Linked DNA regions of Mus musculus: all the other regions are linked to region 3. The links are chromatin contacts, called in public HiChIP or PLAC-seq maps. All regions are on one chromosome and are shown on one strand. The core of a region is the stretch at or near the end of the contact, and the rest is flanking DNA. Distances in the headings are between cores, read along the strand shown. Region 1 holds the start of Fbll1 (fibrillarin-like 1). Region 2 overlaps Slit3 (slit guidance ligand 3). Region 3 has its middle 19 kb from the start of Gm25799.

Evidence for each region. HiChIP or PLAC-seq counts read pairs in DNA pulled down with a chosen protein or histone mark.
Region 1: a contact with region 3 is called in an SMC1A HiChIP or PLAC-seq map of the NIH/3T3 cell line, with 22 times the contacts expected there. The contact joins the promoter of Fbll1 here to the enhancer-like site in region 3. A contact is called at or near these places in 4 of 39 promoter capture datasets (cranial neural crest, maxillary cranial neural crest, pre-B cells and 1 more), 1 of 15 datasets of contacts at CTCF or cohesin (the NIH/3T3 cell line) and 4 of 115 datasets of contacts at active chromatin or transcription factors (SST interneurons, embryonic forebrain, embryonic hindbrain and 1 more).
Region 2: an H3K27ac HiChIP or PLAC-seq map of the NIH/3T3 cell line shows a contact between it and region 3, with 7 times the contacts expected there. The contact joins two enhancer-like sites. A contact is called at or near these places in 1 of 15 datasets of contacts at CTCF or cohesin (the NIH/3T3 cell line) and 2 of 115 datasets of contacts at active chromatin or transcription factors (the NIH/3T3 cell line and double positive thymocytes).

What each region holds. Positions count from the first base shown.
Region 1 is chr11:35,797,071-35,800,686 of GRCm38.p6, forward strand. It overlaps Fbll1 (fibrillarin-like 1), which reads right to left and starts at 1,814. Exons shown (of 1, transcript NM_001004147.3): 1 at 310-1,814. The coding sequence starts at 1,364. The coding sequence ends at 420.
Region 2 is chr11:35,586,034-35,589,311 of GRCm38.p6, forward strand. Slit3 (slit guidance ligand 3) reads left to right here. Exons shown (of 36, transcript NM_011412.3): 10 at 2,900-2,971. Among named protein-coding and RNA genes, the nearest start is that of Mir218-2, 29 kb to the right of the region's middle. Within about 2 kb of position 1,263, at least 79 of the 459 cell types and tissues checked have an H3K27ac peak or open chromatin away from gene starts, as enhancers often do. A contact at or near this core is called in the NIH/3T3 cell line, where this site is marked.
Region 3 is chr11:34,877,905-34,881,567 of GRCm38.p6, forward strand. No RefSeq gene overlaps it. Among named protein-coding and RNA genes, the nearest start is that of Gm25799, 19 kb to the right of the region's middle. Within about 2 kb of position 1,972, at least 4 of the 459 cell types and tissues checked have an H3K27ac peak or open chromatin away from gene starts, as enhancers often do. A contact at or near this core is called in the NIH/3T3 cell line, where this site is marked.

The sequences.
Region 1 (3,616 bases), core at 564-3,063, 920 kb after region 3:
ATAGTCTTCCCTGGACTCAGCCTTGACCACCCCCACCCCCGCCCCCAAAACAAAACAAAACAAAAAAACCCCAGTGCCTTCGTATTTCCCCCAAGAAATACTTTAAAGATCACTAGCGGGCTCTCCTATCCTTGTTCCTGTGATTAAAAGACACGTGTAAAAATGGGACCCTGTGGAGACCAGGCCTGGGGTGACTGGAATAGACACCACTCCCATGTTGTTCCTTGAAGGGGCCCTATACCTCTGTATTAGGCCACCAAGGCTGGAGAGCGACTGGTGCAGCTGCAAAACCCACTCTGGCCTCAACTGTACACTTGGGAATTGTTTATTTTATTAAATAGAAAAACAACGCACTAGGACAGGCACAAAGACACAGTCTTGTGGCAGCGCGGGGGCACCTTCCCTGGTTTCTGCTGCTGCTACTTGCTCTTGGGTGGGGGCCGATAGACCCCGACGACGACGGCGTGGTCCCTTTCGTAGGGCTCCAGAGTCAGCTGCTCCTGTGGCTTCAAGTTCTCCTGTTGCAGCTTCCTCACCTCAGAAGCAAACACGGCCTCGGCAGACGCTGTGGAGTCGATGCAGTTGGCCTTGATGGAAATGAGAAAGTGGCCTCCGTTGCGCAGAAAGGTGTGGGCGTTAAGCGCCACGATGCGCGACTGATCTGGCTGGGCCACATCGGCGAAGATCACGTCCACCATGCCAATGAGCATGCGATACTTGAGCGGGTGCCGGGCATCTTCCAGCACCGGGATGATGTTGGTGCGCTTCTTGGCCACGTTGACCAGATCGCGGCCGGCGCGATGGGAGAATTCAACCGCATAGACCAGGCCGTCGGGGCCGATGATGTCGGAGACGTGTGAGACAGTGGTTCCGGAGGCGGCGCCCAGGTACAACACTTTGGACTTGGGCTTGATGTGGATCTGGTCCACGCCGCCCAGGATGGCCGCTGCCAATTTGGAGCGGAAGGGATTCCACGTGCGGTACTCCTGTTTCTCCCCGTTCTCCATCACGGTGACGCGCTTCTCGCCGTACACCGAGACTCCAGGCACCATGTTCAGTGTGACCAGAGCATCCTCCGCGCCGCGGTAGATGAACACGCCCTCGTGCCGATGCGGCTCCACCGACACCGTGATGCCCTTCTTGCGGCGGTTCTTGTTCTTGCCTGGACCGCCGCGTCGCTGCCTGTCGCCGCCGCCGCCCCCGCCGCCCCCGCCGCCGCCTCGTCCCCGGCCCCGGCCGCCGCCGCTGGAGCCGCGTGTGCGTGCCCCGAAGCCGCCTTTGGTCCCTGAGCCCGTGTCACCTCCCTTGCTGCCTCCCTTGCCGCCACCCCAGCCCCAGCCGCCGCGGCCGCCCGCGGGTTTCATGGCCCCCGCAGCTCTCAGGAACTGCCGCGGTGGTCGGGGATCGCGAGGGACCCGGGCGGTTGCTGCGGAATGGGGACAAATTGTTGGCGGCGGCTGCCCGCAGGATTAGCCGCAGCGGGATGCAGGGGGCCGCGGTGCGCACATCCCCGGATCCACGCTTTGACGCGGTGACTTGCGTGATTGCATCACAGCCGTTTTGTAGCCCCTGTAGCCCCGGAAGCCCCCCTGCACCAGCTGCGCGCAGACACAGCCTGCTCACTTGTAACCCTTTGCCTTCTCTCGAGTCTGCTGGTATTTATTCTCTGCTTTCCCAGGGACTCCAGCTTCTTTCCCTGGATCTCGCAGTGGCCAAGCGTCTCTGTGGCAGAGAGATGGGAAGCGCGCATCCACTAGTCCTTGAGTTTCTTAGTTTCTTGCTCTCCCGTGTGTCAGCAGGAAACCTATGTGTAACCTAAATCATATGGCACTTACTTCAGAAAAAAAAAAAAAAAGGAAATTACTTCGATGTTTCGTCTGTGCTTTAAAAACCATTCTTTCATCCAAACCTTGAGGAACTGGAGGAAGAAATGGGCAGCACCGCGGATAGAAACCCAGACGTCCCTACATAGGCTTTAGCGTCCAGTCAGCACCAGGGACAGCTACCTCAAACACGTCTCTTCTGACCACTATTGGTGGCTTTGGGGCCAAGCTGGACTTCTGTGTAGCTGATCTAAGCACATGTCTGACCTCCCTGTTAGTGGAATTAAGTGCCAAGTCCAGGGAGATGGTGTTGGGCCCCCAAGGGCCCAAGTGTTGAGAACGCGACCCCCAGAAACACACAGCTTGACGGCAGAACGCTGCAACAATGACAAGAGGTTTTTATTCTAACGTGCGTGGAATAAAACCATGGGGGGGGGGGGCGTTGCTCAGCCTCGCAGGGAGAGTAAACCCCGATTGTCAAAAGTACATCTTTTTTATAATCTTTGAAAGGGGGGCACCTCACAGTGATATCATTATTGGCTAGCAAAGCAATAGTGTATTTTTAATTTTAGTGATCAGCTGTTGATGTGCCAGAAAACTTCGTCAGCAAGGTTAGGACAGTATGTGGTTTATTGTGGAATTCAAACTGAGGCAGGATTTCCAAGGACTGTTATCTGTGTTATAGCTAATTTTTGAGAACTGCTAATCTTGCTCTGGTCAACTGTGGTCATCATGACCTCTTAGTCAGTCCTCTCAGATGGGGAAGGGCCCGGGTGGTATTGAACTATTGAACTTGCTTATATTGGCAGGGAAAGGGAAAATTCCTCAAGCAGCAGGGGGAAGGGAAAAGCTTTTGCAAATAGCTTTGGTGCACATTAGCCAAGCTAAAAACTATATTTCTTCAGTGGAATGCACCTAAGAACTAGAACATGACACAGGGAGAGGATATTAACTCCCCATATGTGCACACATTAATCTCCTCTCCTGTCTCACATCCACAGACAGCAATGGCAGGGCTGTTCACCCCTGAGTATTATAAGACTTTCTTGATGAGGGCCACAAGTCTGCATGAGGATATAGAGAAGGTGGCAGAGGAAGAAATGCAGGATTCCTGTGATAGCTTGTTCGTGGGAAACACTCTAATTACAATTTGAAGAGTATTCTCTAAAATGAGTTACATTTGCTGTCTTGGTTGTGTTTCCACCAATCAGACCTTGTAATGACTAGTTTTTGCATATATTTGAATTGGCCATGGGATGCTCAGATACTTAATCAAATATTATTCTGGTTGTTTCTGGGCAGTGATTGGATGAGGTTATCATTTACATTTGTCAAGTAAAACAGATTGTCCTGCATTGTGTGGGTAAGTTTCATTTGATCAGTTGAAGCCCTGTATAAATTAAAAGGCTGCTCTTCTCCAAGGAAGAGAGAATTATGCTACCTAATAGCATTTAACCCGGAACATTAGTGCTTCTTATCCAACAACTTTTGAAGAAGGGTGTTGGTTTTGATGATTTCAGATTTGCCAGCATCCATTTTGCATGAAAAACTATTTATTTGTGTGTGTGTGTTTCATATGCGTCCTGATGGAGGTTGTCTTAGTCAAGGTTTCTATTCCTGCACAAACATTATGACCAAGAAACAAGTTGGGGAGGAAAGGGTTTATTCAGTTTACAATTCCATACTGCTGTTTATCACCAAGGAAGTCAGGACTGGAACTCAAGCAGGTCAGGAAGCAGGAGCTGATGCAGAGGCCATGGAGGGATGTTGTTTACTGGCTTGCCTCCCCTGGC
Region 2 (3,278 bases), core at 13-2,512, 710 kb after region 3:
TGCAGGCAGGGTACAAGGCAAGGTCTCCACCAGGGTTAATAGTCTAAACTTGGAGTTCTTGTTTTCTGTTCAAACCTCATTTCCTTGCACTCCATATGCATAATATATATTCATGGGGGGGGGGTACTTTCAGGAGCTCCCGTGAAACTCCTAATCCTCAGATGCTCAAATCCATTATATAAAATGAACGTAAACCGTGCACATCCTCCTGTTACTATTAAGTCCTCTCTCAAATACTCTCTAAGTACCAACACTGAGTAGCTGTTAGACTCTGTTGTTTAGGGAAATCTCTCCATGTTGAATCAGATGCCTTTTTATTAATATATTTTAAGCACAGTTGGTTGAGTCTGTGAATGGTGATCCCACAGATCCAGAGAGCTGATGAGTATTCATTTCCTGTCTTTTCATCTCTGTCCCATCTTCCCTCGGCTTTGAGACCCTATCCGCTGAGCACGGACATCAATGATGTCAGTAGGCCTTAATGTCTGAGACTTTCCCATGACTTGGGAAAAGCCTCTATTTACCCATTTTCATAAATATGGACAAGCAGTGTGACCGACAGATAGGAACAGGGCTCATTCATCCCACCACTGACTCGCTGTGTCCTTTTTGACAAGCTTTTTGATCCCTCTAGGTTTCCTTCGCCTTGTTTACAAATGGGCCAGTACAGCTCGCCTCGTAAGAATAAGGGTTCTCAAAAATAACAGACATAAACGCCAGCACGCCATTAATAATAATACTCGATAATAGTGATCTTGATTATTATAGCAATAGAATTCAATTCTCTGGTGGGCTGCCTTGAGCTCTGTCAACAGAGTCGTAAAGTCCTTGAGGTCGGTGTCACATCCTGCTCCTCCCTTAGTATTTGCCCAAGCGGAGTCTGGCTGATTGTAAACTGCACAGAGATAATAGAACTCGTATCCATCGTTGCTTCACATAGACAGGCTTGTAGACATGAGTTCCCCTGCAAAAAAGACAAAAGGGCCACTATCCTGGTGGACAGTGGTTCTCTCCAAAGGCAGAAAATGATAAAGTCCCTTTCCTGCGTGGCAGGTGACTCACAGGATACCTTGGAGAGCTTGTGGTGTCCCAGAGATCCATGGAGTTGTTGCCTTGGCTGAGAATTCCCTGCTGAATTCTCTACTCAGTCAGAAAAAGGAGAATGTCCTTGGAAAGTCTGTCAAGGCATCCTCTGCGGGTGACTGTATCCAGTAGCCCATGATCCCACATCCCAATGGTAAGCTTTGGTGACTCACCACCAGTCAGTCAGCCAACTGGGCCTCCGTCCAGCCTGTCTATGACTGCAGTCCCGGGAAAGTGCCCTCCCCACCCCCTCCAACAGGGCACAAAGGCATTGCTAACAGACTGTGGCAGTCTCATTTGTAAACCGTGTTCATCCAGCAGCCAAGAAAGATCAGCCCTGATGCTCTCCGTTCTCACCCGCCCTTCCTCTTTGGGCTCCCACCCGTTCCCCCTTCCTTTTGCCTAGAGAGTGATTTGTCTGTGTTATGGGTAGGCCTGACAAACCAGTCCACATTAGCAGCTGAGATGTTGTTTGAAATGGCGAAATTGCTGGCAAACTGCTCCATTAGCGGTTCCAGTAACAAATACTCTGTTCCCCCAATGAAGATGAGATCGTGGAGGCACAAATTAATACGACTGTCTCCCCCACGCTGCAGCAGGGATTACTCTTCAAGATGAATGGGTCCTCCCTGCCAGAAGTGTGCATCCGCTAGACATAGCCACTGAGGGAGCCAGTCCCTCCCCTCTCTCCCTCTGGCACCCCACACATCCCTTCCAAACATTCTTATTCATTCATTCATTCATTCATTCATTCATTCTCTCTCTTTCTCTGTGTTTGTCTCTCTCTGTCTCTCTGTCTCTGCTCTCTCTCTCTCTCTCTCTCTCTCTCTCTCTCTGTGTGTGTGTGTGTGTGTGTGTGTGTGTGTGTGTGTGTGTTTTCTCAGCTGAGGGTTTGGGGAGCAGCCACACCAAATGAGGAGTTGATGAAAAGATTTGCACCTTCGGGAGAAGGGAGATGGATGGGGCTGGGATGCTAAGTCCTCAGCCTGGGCTCTGGTATCATTCATCATCATAATAGAGTGTCCCACCTGCGGCTCATCCCTGTTTCCCACTACACCGGTCCTTAGTGGTGGGAAGGCATTTGAGAGATGACATAATAAGACTGCAAAAGCTCTCTCAGTCCCCATCGCCCCTTCTCTCCCCAGGAAGTTCTAGGCTCTGGACCTGCACCATCTTATTCTTCCCAGAGTCCTAAGAGTGGAAGCATTCGAGAAAGTTCATATAAAGTATGTGATACACTTTACAGCAGCTTCTCAGGGGTCCAGCCTGGGGCCTGAGGCTGCCAGGGTCTCGGGCAGTCGGTTTGAGGAGTGTCAGACTGGAAGCCTAGAGACTTTAAGGCAGTTTCTCCACAATATTGAAACTGCCAAATGAAGCGAGCTGCTGACAGTTCTGCCCATTAGCTGTGTAGTTGGGATGTCACCTATAGAGTGTCATGGTTCCATGGCAGGGAAACACAGCTGCCCTGTGGTCCATCTCTCTCTTCTTTCTCTTCATGATATGCACTTTTTCTCAACTCTCTGTTCTAGTTACTTCCTGCAACATTCTCTGAAGAGCACAGCTGCCACCAAAGGCAGCTGACGGTAGCAAGCATCGAAGCTCCCGGAAAGTCCTCCTAGCTTTCTCCAGTAGCTCTTGGGCCCTTGGATGATGCTCTATAGGCCAAAAGCTGAATGCTGTGGCTATTTCAGTGTTTGTCCTGTCTCCCACAACCAGGACATGTGCCCTGTGCCCTTGTGCTTTGTCCCCAAGGCCCTCAGTGGTCCCTTGTTGATAAGTGGTTGATTAACTGACTCTTCTCTGCTCTCTTCTCCAGACGCCTAGAACAGAACTCCATCAAATCCATTCCTGCAGGAGCCTTCACCCAGTACAAAAAACTGAAGCGAATGTGAGTTTCCCTTGGGAAGAATTTGTCAGACTGTTTCCGTGGGAGGGTGGTTGGGTAGAGGGCCTTAACAGTGTGGACTCCGTATCCCGAAATTGATAGATGGTATCCACTCCTCTCAGACAAGTCTCAGCTGGTCTGAGATAGTGAGAAAGTGTTATATACCCCTGGTAAGAGTTGTGAGCTTCAAGCCGGGCGTGGTGGCACACACCTTTAATCCCAGCACTTGGGAGGCAGAGGCAGGCAGATTTCTGAGTTCAAGGCCAGCCTGGTCTACAAAGTGAGTTCCAGGACAGCCAGGGCTACACAG
Region 3 (3,663 bases), core at 722-3,221:
CTAGAGTCAAGAGCTCCGGGGTACTGGTTAGTTCATAATGTTGTTCCACCTATAGGGTTGCAGATCCCTTTAGCTCCTTGGGTACTTTCTCTAGCTCCTCCATTGGGAGCCCTGTGATCCATCCAATAGCTGACTGTGAGCATCCACTTCTGTGTTTGCTAGGCCCCGGCATAGTCTCACAAGAGATAGCTACATCTGGGTCCTTTCGATAAAATCTTGCTAGTGTATGCAATGGTGTCAGCATTTGGAAGCTGATTATGGGGTGGGTCCCTGGATATGGCAGTCTCTAGATGGTCCATCCTTTCGTCTCAGCTCCAAACTTTGTCTCTGTAACTCCTTCCATGGGTGTTTTGTTCCCAATTCTAAGGAGGGGCATAGTGTCCACACTTCAGTCTTAATTCTTGAGTTTCATGTGTTTAGCAAATTGTATCTTATATCTTGGGTATCCTAGGTTTTGGGCTAATATCCCCTTATCAGTGAGTACATATTGTGTGAGTTCCTTTGTGTGAATGTGTTAACTCACTCAGGATGATGCCCTCCAGGTCCATCCATTTGCCTAGGAATTTCATAAATTCATTCTTTTTAATAGCTGAGTAGTACTCCATTGTGTAAATGTACCACATTTTCTGTATCCATTCCTCTGTTGAGGGGCATCTGGGTTCTTTCCAGCTTCTGGCTATTATAAATAAGGCTGCTATGAACATAGTGGAGCATGTGTCCTTCTTACCGGTTGGGACATCTTCTGGATATATGCCCAGGAGAGGTATTGCTGGATCCTCCGGTAGTACTATGTCCAATTTTCTGAGGAACCGCCAGACTGATTTCCAGAGTGGTTGTACAAGCCTGCAATCCCACCAACAATGGAGGAGTGTTCCTCTTTCTCCACATCCTCGCCAGCATCTGCTGTCACCTGAATTTTTGATCTTAGCCATTCTGACTGGTGTGAGGTGGAATCTCAGGGTTGTTTTGATTTGCATTTCCCTGATGATTAAGGATGTTGAACATTTTTTCAGGTGCTTCTCTGCCATTCGGTATTCCTCAGGTGAGAATTCTTTGTTCAATTCTGAGCCCCATTTTTTAATGGGGTTATTTGATTTTCTGAAGTCCACCTTCTTGAGTTCTTTATATATGTTGGATATTAGTCCCCTATCCGATTGAAGTGGGAATTCTTGCACAGACAGATTAGACAGAGATGTAATCTGTTTCCTATTAAAATATGTCTTAGAAATAAGGGCATGTTTGGGGAAAACAACTCAAGACAAAATGCGATTGAATAACTTTCCACTTGAGCTTCAATATCTACCTTACCCCATCTTGGTCAGGCAGTGATTGCTAAGTCATATTAATAAAAACAAGATAGAAAGTTGCATGTCATGACACTTATCTTTCTATTGCATACATCATCCTGTTCAGCGAATTTAAAACCTGGGCACACCTTTAATCCCAGCATTTGGGAGGCAGAGGCAATGGGCTCTCTGAATTCAAAGTCAGCCTGGTCTACAAAACAAGTTCCAGGACAATCATGGCTGTTATTTAAAGAGACCCTGTCTCAAAAACAAACAAACATACAAAAAAAGAGAGTTTGAACATTGAAAATTATTCCTTTGATTTCTGAAAGCTCCCGTTATGCTGAGAAATAAGCTAATACCCTGCTAGAATGTGATTCACCACCCCCATTCCACATCCTCATTGACAAGAGCATTTTAACACTGTAAGCATGTATGGATTTTATAGCTCTTCTTTGCAATCTCCACATGTTCTAAAACATACATGGAAATTTCCACAGGGGAGCCTAATCCCACCTATCACTTTGATATACCAGGCAAGCAGACTTTGTGGAAATTGTTTTGTTGCAGACGTCATAGAAGATCAACTCCCACTGCCTTGTGTGATTTGCTTATATAGAAGGAAGCAGGAACAAGTCTCTTACCACATCTTGACAATGGGGCCAACCTTAACCACACTATTATCATCTGCCCCCTGATGGAGATGAGTCAAAGAGATGTCTCAACAATTCCAACTGTAGCCACCTCCAGCTTTCCTTTGCAGGCATTGCTCTGTATTTATGAATAAATGCACTTTTGCTGACTTGCTTCTGGAAAACATTATTAAATGGGGAAGGGGCTTTCCCATTGCTGGGCATTCCTTCATGCCAGCAAAATATTCAAATCACAGAATTCTGAATTAGTGTTTTTTTCAGTTACAAAGATATCCCTGTAGACATAAGTATGAGTCATTCGAGAATTATTGGTTTGATTCTTGTAGTTGAGAGAAGGGAATGAGGCGATTTGAAGCCCACATGAAATTAACTATTTAATTATTTTCTTTTGAGACTGTGTCTATAATAGAATGGACCCGACTCCCCAGTCTACCTGGGATAACCACCGTGAGCATTCTGAAGCATATTGTTGAATGCAGGACCATCACGAGGCTGATATTCCTCTGCACTCACGCTCCCTGGCCTTAGCTGCTGTCTGGGAATCTTTGTAGAGTAGCTAGCTAGCTGCCTCTCTGGGGACCATACACAAAGACTCACTCAACTCTACATGGACCCCTACACAGATGGGCTCTCATCTCAGGTGAGCACTCATATATTATTTCAAACCTGTGTCTAGGCAGATTTTCCACACTCTCTTGAGCCATAAATAATTGAACTTCTGGTGATGAGAACCAGGTCTAGGGCTGTCTACTTCTCCTAGACTAGCCCTGTGGATCTCACTTCCCTTCTGCATCTGCACTGGGGGGCATGGTGGTGAGTATACTTCCCCTCCACTTTCCCTCTGTGCCCACTAGCTCATCACCAGAACGAGGAAAGGCTTTTGTTTAAAAGAGAAAAACAGACCCATGAACTGAAATACGAGATCACCCACAACCAGGCAACATGGCTTTGATAATTTCCTAAAGTAAGCCTAATGATTTAATGTTCGGGCTCTCCTATATTATGTTCCTCTCTATTTACGTTAACAATTGGGAAGGGATTAGATTTCTATATGTATTACAGATGTGACTAAGTTATGATTTGTTGCTGGGGTTGTGGTCAGGGTCAGGTGTTTTGAAGTTTGGGGCTTCTTATTCAAGGAGTTCAAATAAAAAGCCCACACACATGGCAAGTGTATCTAGAAAACTTTATTCAAAGCAAAGCTCTAGAATAGGTCTGAATATCCTGCAAGAGGGCAATGGGTCATGAGAATGAAGACACTCAGGAACTCCAGTTATTATTTGGAGTTTCATTTTAAGGACTTCACAAATGGGAGGAGGAACTTGGGTGATAAGGGACATGGAGAAGGTGGTTCTCTGTTTTTATTGACAGGTTAGGCATAAAGTCTTTTTTTCTGCTATACACGTCCCTACCCATGATGCATCTGATTTTAATCATATCTGCACCCAATTCTTCAGAGGCATAGGAGATTCTGCCTAAATAAATAAATAAATAAATAAAACTCATGTTAGGGCAATTTTGCCTTGTTGTATATATACCACAAGCCAATTTAGACTGGATTTCACTCCAGATTTTTGTACTGGGACATAACTGGGAATATGTTTAAGTAGAATCTATCCAGGGTACTAGGGTAGGGAAAAATTAATTCCCTTGTTCGAAGTAGAATGTACAGGTGAGGACCCAAGGTCACTAGGTGCATGGATCAAGGAGGAGTATTGGCGCAT